Regions from separate parts of the Neogale vison genome. Here region 2 is linked to region 1. Evidence: chromatin contacts called from public Hi-C data. All regions are on one chromosome and are shown on one strand. Each heading gives the region's core, a stretch centred on a gene start, on an enhancer-like site or on the middle of the called end of the contact. The rest is flanking DNA. Distances are from core to core; before and after follow the strand shown. Region 1 holds the start of BCL6 (B-cell lymphoma 6 protein). Region 2 has its middle 220 kb from the start of TPRG1.

The links. A called contact is a pair of places that touch in the nucleus more often than the background predicts.
Region 2: a Hi-C map of muscle shows a contact between it and region 1, with 20 times the contacts expected there. The contact joins the enhancer-like site here to the promoter of BCL6 in region 1. A contact is called at or near these places in 2 of 3 Hi-C or Micro-C datasets (muscle and tongue).

Annotation. Positions count from the first base shown.
Region 1 is chr6:110,161,263-110,167,329 of ASM_NN_V1, forward strand. BCL6 (B-cell lymphoma 6 protein) reads right to left here and starts at 2,311. Exons shown (of 9, transcript XM_044251971.1): 1 at 2,240-2,311.
Region 2 is chr6:111,243,480-111,249,546 of ASM_NN_V1, forward strand. No RefSeq gene overlaps it. Among named protein-coding and RNA genes, the nearest start is that of TPRG1, 220 kb to the right of the region's middle. Within about 2 kb of position 3,497, the one cell type or tissue checked has open chromatin away from gene starts, as enhancers often do.

The sequences.
Region 1 (6,067 bases), core at 1,061-3,560:
CAGTTTTTTGGCTTTTTTTTTTTTTTTTTTGACAGGAAAAAAAAAAAGCATCTATTGATACTTTTCTTAAAAAAAAAAAAAAAAGTAAAGAGCCACAACATTTTCCTCCTGGAAACTATAAACTGAATGGAAAAAAAAATCCACAGAAGATTAAATCAGTTTCCTGTGGCTGCTGGTGGGGGGCGGGTAGATGACCAGCTCTCTCTCTCTCTGTGATGGACAGGGACCCAGTAACAGCTCTGGACTTTCCATACCCTATTTGGGGTTCTTGTCCAGGTTCAGTTGCTGGACCCCTACCACCAACTCTTAACCACTGCAAAAAGGGGCACCCCATTAAAGGGGTCTTTTTCATTCCTTTTTCTTTTTTTTTTTTAATCTATTGGGTTGTGTTTTTGTTTTCCGTGGAGTAGCTTCGAAACTCATTATTGTAACACTAGATCCATTTTTCGCCAGAGTTCCAATAACACGCATCATAAAGGCAATGCAATCCACAGTTCTCAAGACACTGACCACGGTCACTACCTCTCGCAGCGGGGTGGCCCCTAGCTCCCGCTGCCCAAGAGCGAAGCTCATTTCCGAGGATCCAACTCCCCACCCGCTCCCGCCCCGGGCCGCCGCCGCCGCCGCCTTCCCCCATTCTTACTCCCTCGAGGAGAGCCACAGGTTGCAAATCCAACCAACCTCGCAAAACGTTTTTGCAAAATCACTCACAAAGATCTCCCTTTCTCGCCCGCGCCCCCTCCTCCCTTGCCGGGTCCCTCATCCAGGGCCACAGCGTGCCCTTCTCTCCTCCCGGGTCTTGCACGTAGGAACGCGGGCTGGGGCTGTTTTTCCCCTAGCCCCTTGCAAGGACCTCGGGAACCTGAAGCCTGACGTCGTCTACTCTCCGGTCTGCAGTTGTCTTTTTACAAAGCTCGCACCATGGGAAAAAATAAAACAAAATTAGGAGAGGCGGGGGAACAGCCATTGGGAGCTAACACCGAGTCACGCAGCGCCCAAAACACAAACACCGCGACCGCCAGAAATCCCGCCACCTTCCCGCTCGGCTGGGCCGTCCTGTGAAGGTTCCCAGAGTCCCCGCACGCTAAACAGCACCGCAGGTGCAAACGCGCACCCCTTTGCCACCCACCCCCCAAATCCCTGTCCCGCCACCAGTCTCTCCCCTCAGGATGAGGAGAGGGAGCGCGCGGGGGTTCCCGACTCCCTTGACTGCAACCAAGAAAGAATAATTTTCAAAGTATTCAACATCCCCGCCCCCAGGCAAGCTAAACCTCCCCCAAAACACAGGGTAAGGGGACACCAAAGGGGTCCACCAAAGGGGACACCAGAACACTCGGATCTCGTTAGGAAGACCGCGGATCTAAAAGGAAATAGTAGAAACGATACTTCAACTGGGCTTAAGGGGGAGGAGGGGGGAGAAAAACAAAACCCGAGGAGTTCGCTTGCATTTTTCCTCCCAAATCTCGGCTCGGAGGCAGGGAATCTAGAGGAGCGAGGCCGGTGGAAGGGAGCCAGCGGGGCGAGCGAGCGGGCAGCCTCCCTCCTCGCCTCCCGGAGTCACCAAGAAGGACGGGAGAGGAGAAGGAAGGAGAGGCGAGGGAAAGGAGGAGGGAGGGAGGGAAGAGGAGGCAGGAGCGAGGGAGCGAGGAAGGCAGTTTGCAAGCGAGAAAAGAGGGAAAAAACACAGCCGCCCGAATCCAGCGAGATCACAAGCCGTACGCAAGCAGCAGCAGAAAGAGCGAGAGCGCGAGCGCGCGTCCTCTCCGTCGTCTGGGGCCAGACAGCCCCCAGACTTGCCCGGAGCACCCCCCGAACACTGTCTCGTCCTCTCGGCTCCGGCCGCCCCCTAATTCCCCTCCTTCCTCTCCTCCACCTCCTTTTCCAAAACCAAAACAACACAAGGGAGGGTGGCAAAAGCCTCCCCAAACCGGCCGATTCACTCAAAGACAACAAGAATAAAATAACAAATATATAAAAATCTATATCCTAGAGTGGGAGAGACGTGGGACTAATCTTCGGCATTTATTTTAACACCTGACAGCTAGAATAAATAAATATATACATTTATATCAATAGATACACATAGGAAACTTGGAGCCAAAGCATTTGGCAAGAGCGGAAAAAAAAAGAATTAAAAGGTAAAATAATGATCATGAGCAGCGGCGGCGGCAGCGGCACCAGCGGCACCAGCGGCGGCGGCGGCAGCAGCAGCAGCGGCAGCAGCAACAGCAATAATCACCTGGTGTCCGGCCTTTCCTAGAAACTTCTTGCATCACCACTTCTAAGAACCCCAGTTCTAAGAATCAACAGAGCTCAATTCTCGGAATTTGAGCTGCGGACTTTACCACTGCTACGAGGCAGGGGAGGACTCGGTGTCAGCTCTCCGGGACTTTTGCCTCTCTTAGCCCATGGAAAGCCCTCAAAGCCACAATATTTTTCCAGTTCCCAGAAGATTTCGAGGTCCTCAGCTGCGGAGCGTCTCGGATTCGGAGGTTCCGGTTCGAGGCTCGAGGGGCCAGACGGCGTCCCTCCCTCCCGGGGCCCCGCACGATGGTACAGTCTGCTCCGCCAGCGTCACGTGGGCGCCCCCTCTGTGACGTCGGCGTCTTCGCTGTAGCAAAGCTCGGCCTCTGGAATTCTGAGAACTAATTTGCTATTCGGTGACATAAGAGGGGGAGTGCGCTTTGCTTTCCCGGGGTCTGGGGCTAATTCCTCCTCTCTTACCCATAAACTCAGCTACTCGAGCTAAATACACAAAAGGGAGAGAGAGGTTCGACCCGTTGGAAAAAGTCTGTTATATATAGTAGCTTTAGAGGCGAGTAAGAGAAAAAAACAATAAACACCACAGCTCTTTCCAGCTAGAATATTAGGCACCACGAGAAAAATATTTGCCAAGCAGTTTTCGGTGGGTTCATTTGCTTTATTTTATTTGGGACGTCTTTCGGTTTTCTTTTGTTGTTTTTTTTCCTTGTTGATGTGGTGGCTTGGGATTTTTTTTTTCCTTTTTTTGGTGGTTGTATTTTGATGATTTTCGGATTTTTTTCTTCTTCTGATTTTTGCCTTTTGCAAGTTTGTGGTGTTACGTAAATACTAGGATCCCGCGTCGGTTGGATTTTGTTTTGTGTGTGTGTGCTTCCCACCCCCACTTTCTAATCGCTCAAGCGCTTTAAAGAAGATGTGTTATTTTAATATTGAGACTATTGAGAGCGGCTTCAATTTTTGATCGCATGTAACAATCCCAACCCCCACTTTTTTTGGGGGGGGGTGCAATTTTCTTTTTCCCTTGGACTTTTTTTTCTTTTTTTTTACTGAGAGGAGGCTCTCCTGCACTTGAGGGACATGTTCAAAGGATTTGTTTTGGTTTGGTTTATTTCTTTCCAGGACAGCAAGTGGTGGGTTTACTCTTTCTGTTATTGTTGACTGTTCGGACATTTCTTGTTGAAAGAAACGTGTGTGTGTTTGGGTATGTGTACGCGTGTGTTCTACCAAATTAGGTGAACCAAATACATGTTTGTGTTTTGCTTTTTCTTAAGGTCTCGATCCCCCGCGCTCCCCCCCACGCCCGGCTCGTTTCAAGGTCGTTGTAAAAAAATCTCTTCTGTCTGTGTTTAAGAGATCAGCCGGAGGGAATTCTAAAGGCCTGCCGTGCCAGTATCACAGATACTGCGTGTGTTTAGAACAGCCTGTGCTACAACTACAGCGCGCGGCACGCAGCACAGGCTCCTTAGCTCCCGAGCTCACTTGGGAGGAGGAGGAGGATAAGTGGGGGGAACTCTTTCTTTTCTTTCTTTCTTCCTTCTTTCCTTTCTTTTTAAAGGCAAATGCAGTGCGGAATCATTTCACTGCGGGCCTTGGTTTGTTTATTCAGAACTGCCAGTTTCCCTATTTAAATGTTGGTTGGGGTTTTTTCCCCTCCTACTCATCCCCGAATGAGGGAGACTCTTGTTTCTTTTATGTCTCTCTCTTAAAAAAGGGTGTGAGGGGAAAATAATATTTCAGATTCCTCAAGAATTAACCCAAAATGTTTGGACCAGAAGCAGCTTTCAAAGGTCAGGCTGTTCTGAGCCTTGGCTATGAGAGTCCTTCAGGCGACTCATTAAATTACAGATGAGTTCTTAAAGGTTCCACAAAATTTCTGCACTTGTTAATTTCCAAAAAAGATATGTCCCAAAATACTCTACCTCTCCCAACCTTAAATTTGGGTTTAAAATGGAGAAGTGAGCAGAGCTACGAAAGATTACGGGCTGTTTCTTGGGATATTTGGGATCTCTTTCCCTGGAAAAGTCCGTAAGAAGTTCAGATCTGTTGCTGAAAATGTTATTGTCAGTGCACCCCTCCCGCCGCCACCACTTTTAAAAGGCCGTGTTGGGAATTTTAGATCCAGAAGAGGTCCAAAGGGGTTGATTATTTTCCACAAGTTCTGGAGCTTAGAAAATATGCCTAAGTGTCTGTTCCTATGAAATCTGAATATTTTAATACTTATTGACAGATGGATTACTGCAGCCTCTGCAGAAAAGCCTGTCTTGTAAAGGATTTTTGAAAAATATACATAGGCCTAATCCTGTCACTGTTGTTGAAATGAACATTTTACCCCCAAAGACACATGATATTGTCAAGTGCAGATTCATTCTGCCAGAAGGCGGACTATCTGCTTTTTTATTGTCTCCTTCCCCTCCCTTTTCAGAGTTTTAAATGAATTCCACTGGATTCAAAACGATACCCCGATTTTGCCAAAGCGATTTTCTCTGTGCATTTATATGTGTGATATTTTTTTATCATTGAGAGTAGGAAGAACTTCAAGTTTTCTCAGGTGTATCTGTATAGGGTTTGGAATGTGAAATGTATGGCTCTGCTCTGTTATTGATCCTATGATGGAGTTACTTTTATGATTTTTGGTCACTTTTCTAATCAAAGTTGCCACCGTGCCTCATTGGTCCATTGCCATCGCCCCCCACCACCCCAACCTTAAACACGGTTTGTCCCTCCTGCGTTCTCTTTGCCACTTCAATCTTAGCCCCATGGGGGCGCTGCAGAGCAGAGGGAAATCTGCTCCCACTGGCAGTAGAACTAGCCAGAATGGGGGCTGGGAAGGAATTCACCTTTCTTGCACCTCAGACCTTTTTAATTCTTTGCAGGCAGCCCTTGGAAGGAAAACCCACCAGGTCTAGTTTATAGACAATTAACCCCACCACCACGGAATTCAAACCTTCTCAGCACATTATTTCTGGAATCAAGTGCCAGAGTCCCACATTTCTACGATGGTGGTTTTTTGTTTTTGTTTTTTTAACCAAATCAGTGTTTACATTGAAAGAAATTGATCAGAAGGGCACTGTTAAAAGGAAAAAAATATTGAAAATATTCGAAAGATAGAGACTTTAGGTAGATCCCTTTCTCTCTACCGAATGAACAGTGAGGAAAATTGTGCACCCGTCTCTCAATCTCCTTTCAAATCCTGGGAACATAACTGTCGGATTTTATATCAGTTGAATTTCTTCCACCTTGTCCTCCTTTCTCTCATTCTTGATCTCTCCCCATCAGTAGCCAGTTGGCATCACTGTGTGGGCTCCCTTACTCCAGCAGTGCTATGTTACAGGATTAAAGAAAGGATTGACTTAAATATATTCAAATTCTTTAAAATCAACCTTAAGAAGCTCTAAGGAGTGATTCTGTGTCTGGGGTCTTATGAGTGATTTCTGCAGACTCAGAGGGACCATGTATTACCCAGTCCTGTTATTTAATGATCACTGGCTAGTAATACTCAGAATAGAGGACCAGGCCATTCCCTTTGCCCAGTGGACTGGGCATAGTACTAGGTTCCTGAACGCAGCTGCTGGGTAAATATAAGCTTTGTTACAAATAAAATAGCCTGGTCCTAATACTACATCTATTTAAGGAAAGGGACAGATTTTATATCCAGTTCCCCATAATTCAGTCATAGCTGAAAAGGAAGCTGTCCTTGGAATAAATACTGTCTTGTCCTCTTTTCAAGGGGGCTCCAAACAGGAAGTCGGTTTCACCTGTTAGGAACTTATGGTATTTTGGTAGATCTTTCAACTATCACATCTCA
Region 2 (6,067 bases), core at 2,247-4,746, 1.1 Mb after region 1:
TCTATACCCTTAACAACCGAAACCAGTTGGATTTCTTTTCTGCTCCCCAACTTGAGCTGGAAAGGGATCCAGGTCATGGAGGGTTTGAGAATACAACAAGACCAGTTGACCACACTCATTGCTTTCTTGGGTAACTTCTTTTCTTCTTCTCTCTCTTTTCCTTTCTTTCCCTATTTGTTTTTTCTTTTTCCTTCTCTTTTTCAGAAGGAGAAGTGGAAAAATAGCAGACAGCTAGCTAAAGTAACTAAATAAGAGATGGAGGGCTACAGGTGGAAATTTATTTCATCCCCAGGTTTTTTTTTTTTTTAAGATTTTATTTAAAATCAGACAGAGGTCACAAGCAGACAGAGAGGCAGGCAGAGAGAGAGAGAGGGAAGCAGGCTCCCTGCTGAGCCAAGAGCCTGATGTGGGGCTTAATCCCAGGACCCCAAAATCATGATCTGAGCTGAAGGCAGAGACTTAAACCACTAAGCCAACCAGGCGCCCCACCCAGGTTTCTTCTTTTAACTTTCTTCCCAGCCCTTTCTATTTTCTAAAAATAGAATTTTTAAAAAAAATTTTCTAAAAATAGTTATATTTGAAGGATCATGAAACAAATTCTGCACTCCTGTTTAGTGAATTTTTAAACTCTGTCACCCTGGGCCCACCTGTATGCTGAAGTTAAAGGTTAGTAGTTAAAGGTAGGAAAAACCTCCTTGGAGACCCTGTGGACCATTTCTAGGCCACTCTCGTGGTCCTTTTGTCTTTAGGATCAAGGAAGCATTCACTTGTTTGGTGAGTCTTTATTGAGTTCCTACTATGTGCTGTCAGCCTGGCAGGCCTTAGGGACAAGGAAGAAATACTCCATTCCCATCTTTTCTGGAGCTTATATGTCAGTGTGAAGAACAAAGGGACACATGCAGTGATGGAAGCTGAGAGGTGCCGGTAGAGGAGCTGTGGAAATCCCCAGTGTCTGCCTCTCCAGTTCTGGCCCTGGAGAAACCTCCCTCCCCTCTGTCTCCACTTCCACTATCTGAGATTTTGCAGTTTAACCATGAATCACCAGCCCTCCATGTCATCAGTAGGGCTCACAGGGCCCCGGGGGCTCCCTGGGGCTCCCTGGGACTCTACTGCCTGGTCTCCTCCTCTGCTTCCCCTTCTCTGATGGTCCTGGCATTTGGTTTACAGGCTAATTGGGGCACCCATCACCTTCTGCCTGATGTTCTAGAATCATTTGTATATCCAGGCCGGGTCTCACCTCCCTAGCCACACCTCGATAGTGCAGATATTATTTATCTCTATCTCAAACAGGACCAGGCACAGTTAGAACACCCTGGTTGAATCAACACCCCAACATTAAAGTTAATAACAAAACATGTCCTATATAGTTTTACAGAGAGTGTCCATCTAAATAATTTATCTAATAGTTTATCTAAAATAATCCTCAGAACAACCTGTGTAAGAGAAACTATCATAATCCCATTCTACAGATGAGGAAATAAATTATTTCCTGAGTGCTGACCCTCTGCTAGGCATTATGCTAGGAATTCCGCACACATTACACCATTCAATTCTCACTTAATTCCAATAAAAGCAACAGTCATATGTACTGAGCGCTTACTCTGTGCCAGGCACTATTTTTAGCCCTCTACACCTCCTAACTCATTTAATTCACATAACACTATAAGATAGGTATGCTTAGTATCCTTGCCTTATACATGAGAAAGTGGAGGCATGTGGAGGTTAAAAAGCTTACCCGAGTTCCATAGCCAGTTTTGGTTTCCAAACTAAGTAGTGACTACAGAGACTACCATTCACATTTGAACCCATTTTCCTCCTTTCCTGGCCCAGCACTGCCAATACCACTTACCATTGACTCTGTGAGGTATAATAATGTCCATTTTGCAGATGAGAAAATGGAGACCCAGAGGGATTAAGCAACCTGCCAATATTGCACAACTGATCAGGGCAGAGCCTCATCCTGCACGTGCAAATTGCAGATTCTGACCAAAGATCTGTGTTGTCAGAGAGACGTGACAATGGCCAGCCTCGGTATATGCACATTTCCTCAGCTATGTGAAAGCTTTATGATTCTTCAACATTTCTGTGTGTCTGCTATGCTAGTGCAGTCAGCTGTACCCTTGTATGTCTGGTTGGATGGGGACCTACAAAGACTCAGATACACTCCTTGCTTCAAAGAGGCAAATAAAAGAATAATTAAAATATCCTTCACATCTATTCCTTCTTTTTTCAGCGTAGTATTTGATGCTCCCAGGTAGACATCTTGAGGGGAACACAGGGAAAGAGCTAGGCCCAGGGGGATCAGCTGAGGTGAGGAGAACGTAAATAGGTCCAGCAGATGAGTGGGATTGGCCTTGTTCTTTGAAGTCTAGAGCAGTGAGGGGTTTGGAGACTTCCGGTCCCAAAGAAGGCAGCTGTTCACACCCAGTTGTCTACTGTGGCTTAGGATGGAGGAAGGGGGCGTGGGAGCCTCTGAGGAGAGAAGGCCAGCAGCCAAGTGGGAGATCACCAGGCTTCTTAGCACAACCTCTCTTTAGGACGAGGTGGATCCCTGCCCCCTGTTGCAGACCACAGTCTGAGAACTAGGCACAGCGCAGCATGCGGGTTGGAGTCCTGGGTTTGGCTCTCAAACTGGCTACTACAAGCAGATGACCGAGAGCAAGTCTCCTCCACCTTCCAAACCCTTGGTAAAATGGTGATGAGACTTTTTGCTGTGCTTGCGTGGCCTGGGTTCCGTGGTGATGTTCATGAGATCATGTGGCATCTGAGCGCTGGGTGCATGTGAGATGCTGAGGAGGAAGAAAAGGCTGCATTTTGCCTCCTCTGGAGTTCCTCATGACAGGATTATGCTGATGGAGGGCACATCAGATTGACTCACACATAACCGACAGGAAAATGGGCATAGTTTTCACTTCACCCAGTTTCCAGGCCCGGAACTTAAACCTCCCAATGAGAATCAGCTAGCATTAGCAAGTTTTCCTGGTGGCAGTGGCGGGATGGGGGGCGGGGAAGAGGGGAAGCTGAGGCAGGATAGGGAAGGGGATGATCCTATGCCAAAGATCCATGCCTGGAAATGAATGTTACTGAAGTGAAATCTGCTTCAGGTTCCCACTTGGTAAGGCAAATAGCTCACACTGACTCACCATGCGCCCCAGGATGTGTGCATGGGGCGGGGGGCGGGGCACATCCCTGCTTCTGTCCCAGCCTCAATTTCTCCATCTGTAAAACAAGATACTACTTCCCAACAGCTTGAAAAGGCGTGGGGGTTCTTCTCACCCACGGGGAGATTTGTAAAGATGGGAGGAAAGAGATGGGAAACTCCAGCCTCTCACCGTCCGGATCCCCAGATCCAGGACTCTTAAAACCAATAGTGGAATCCACCTCTGGGCAGTGGAAGGAGAGAACTAGAGGATTCCTGTCGTCCGTGAGTGTGCTCGCGGGACAGAGGGCTTTTAAATGAATCACTTTGTATCTAGCAGGGCAGCACCTGCTCCTCAGCCTCCAAAGGCAGCACGAGCAACGCGATCATTCACAAGCTGCCGCTTTCCATTCACGTCTATAATTAGCGCGCGGGCTGCAGCAGCTCTGGAACTGCGGGAAGGGCTTTGGGGCGGGGCCTATCCCGTAGCTCCTCCCCCTCCCCGATCCCCCTCCCCCGTTCTCCCCGCCCACCCGGAGGCTCTGGCAGGCCCCCCGCCCCCCAGGGTGAGCTCGCCGCAGGATTCCTTCAGTTCTTTCCCGGACCCTAAGGCCTCCGTGCCCTCCCTTGGGGATCACTCTAGTGCAGTAATAGGCACCTTGGCCCTCCATCTCTAGGAGGGCAGCTATATTTAGGGTGGCATCCCCTTACCCCTCCCTCGCCCCTCCGGCCGCTCAGCCCGCCCGCTCCCGCTGCCCCTCCCAGCCACCTCTCCCTCTTTGTCGCATTACATAGTAATCTGAGATGCATTGGATGAGCTCCAGGGAACAGAATGTACTTGGCAGAGACGCGGGGCTTGATGTCTGCAAAATGTCGGAAACGCAGCCAAGAGCTGCTAACTGGGTCATTAACCTCCAAAAGCTAAGCGAGGATTGTAGGCCCGCTCTGCCTCCCTTCATCTCGCCAATAAAAGTGCCTCAGTGTGAGGGGAAGAAAAAGCCCAAGGTTGGCTGCTTTGATTTCTAGGCACCAAAGGCAGGCCCGGCCCCTCCTCCTGGCCCGGGCCCTCGGCCGCCCCTGCTGCTTGGTCCCTGTATACATGGGGCAGGCCCAGCAACACGCCTGCAGCCCTTCCTTACCGCACAGCCTCGGCCTGACTTTCTTGGATCCGGAAGGAAAAAGGAGAGTGAGAAGGTTCTAGGCCCATCTCAGGTCCCCGCAACTAGATGGAAGGGTTTTGCCAAGCTTCTACTGTAATTCTCTCCCTTCTAACTTCTTCCTTCCCTCCCACTGGCTCTGCCTTCTATGCCTCCTTCCCCTCTGGTTTTGCTCCCTTGTCCCCCTTCTGAGAGCAGGCTGTGGGGTTGGTGCTTGCCTACATGGCCTGGCTCCAGTAGAGGCCCTCCTTCACTTGCTCTGTGACCTTGGATGAGTCACCCATGTGTCTGCACCCTAATTCCTTTATATGCCACTCGTTCACAGTAATAACACCTTCCTGACCTATCTCACAAAATGTGGGGCCCACATTGGAAAGTCTCTTACCAACTGCAGAGCTCTGCTCTGTGTCACAGATACTCTCCCGGACTACCTTGACTTCTATCCTTCAGAAAGCCCCAAGTTCCAGACTTCCTCTGGACTTGAGTGTGCTCTCCTGGAAATTAGGAATGTAAAGTGGTCTCACCAGGAACTTCAAAAGTTTGAATATTTACCAGGGGATAGCCCCTAAATTCTACCCCCCCAAGCTGTCTAGCTCTCAGGATTGCCAAACAGACACTTCCCCCCAAATGTCCAAAACCACTTCTCTAGCAGCTGGATGGAGAGAGAAAGTGCTTGGTACTGAAACTAGAAAAGGTCCCACAGTTCCTCAAATGATCAGACTGCCTCACTTGTTGGAGGGAGGATAGTCGGCCTGGAGAGACCAGCAGTAGCTTATGCGATGTGTCTGGACGGCCGGGTAGTCTCAACTGATGTCCGAGACCGTGGGCACTGATACATGCCACCCCGCTTATGCTCCCTGGTGATATCCACAAAACTAGAACCAAGTCTAACAGGGCCTCCACGCCCTTTCTGCCTCATCCCTCCCTGGTCTTACTATATCTCCCTCTGCAGCCACAACAGATCTACTCTGCTCCTCACCACGCTTCCCAGAGGCCCCTGGTCCCCTGCCCTCTCCACCCAACTGCATTGGCTCAGGCTTCCTTTTTTTTTTTTTTTTTTTTTTCAAATACCTGGAAGGCTTTTTGGCTTCTCATTGCCACACATTCAAATCTTTTGCATCCCTCAAAACCAATTCTCATCTCTAGAGGTGTTGTGTTCTCTTTCTCCTTCAACTCTTCTTGGGGTCTTCCATAAGGTCTCAGTATAAGCAGCTAGCTCTGGGTCATGGCATTGATGTGATTATTGTATCCTTCTTCAGGAGGGGAGATTTCTCCATGGATAGGGATCCTTTCTTGTTGACCTCAACTCTGAAGGTTTACGCACCCATATACCCTGCTTCATCTTCCGAGTTAATGGCTATTTTGCTGGAATCATTCTTAATAGCTCCCTTTTCTCCCTTAAGTGCTCTAGTTTGGATGATATATGGTCACCTTACTAAGGGGCTCTATCCTAGTACCTTGCCCATTAATAAGACTCAGTAAATGTGGTGGGCTGCCACAAAGAGCATGTCAGAGTTATTTCTCTACCCAGGTCCTGGGGGGGGGGGGTGTGTGTAGAGTGGCGGTTCTTGGCCCTACCTTTTTTCTCCAGCCTGGAGGCATGCTCCCAAGTGTTCTTTCTCTTTCCTGGGGAAGAACTCTATAAGCACCCAGTACCATTGTCTTTTTGACACGCCTTCCATTTCCAAATGCTCTGACTCTATATGAAGTTGCTCACTGAAACTCTTCCTGTTCCTCTGAGCCCCTAAACAGTAGGACCACCACTGGAGGT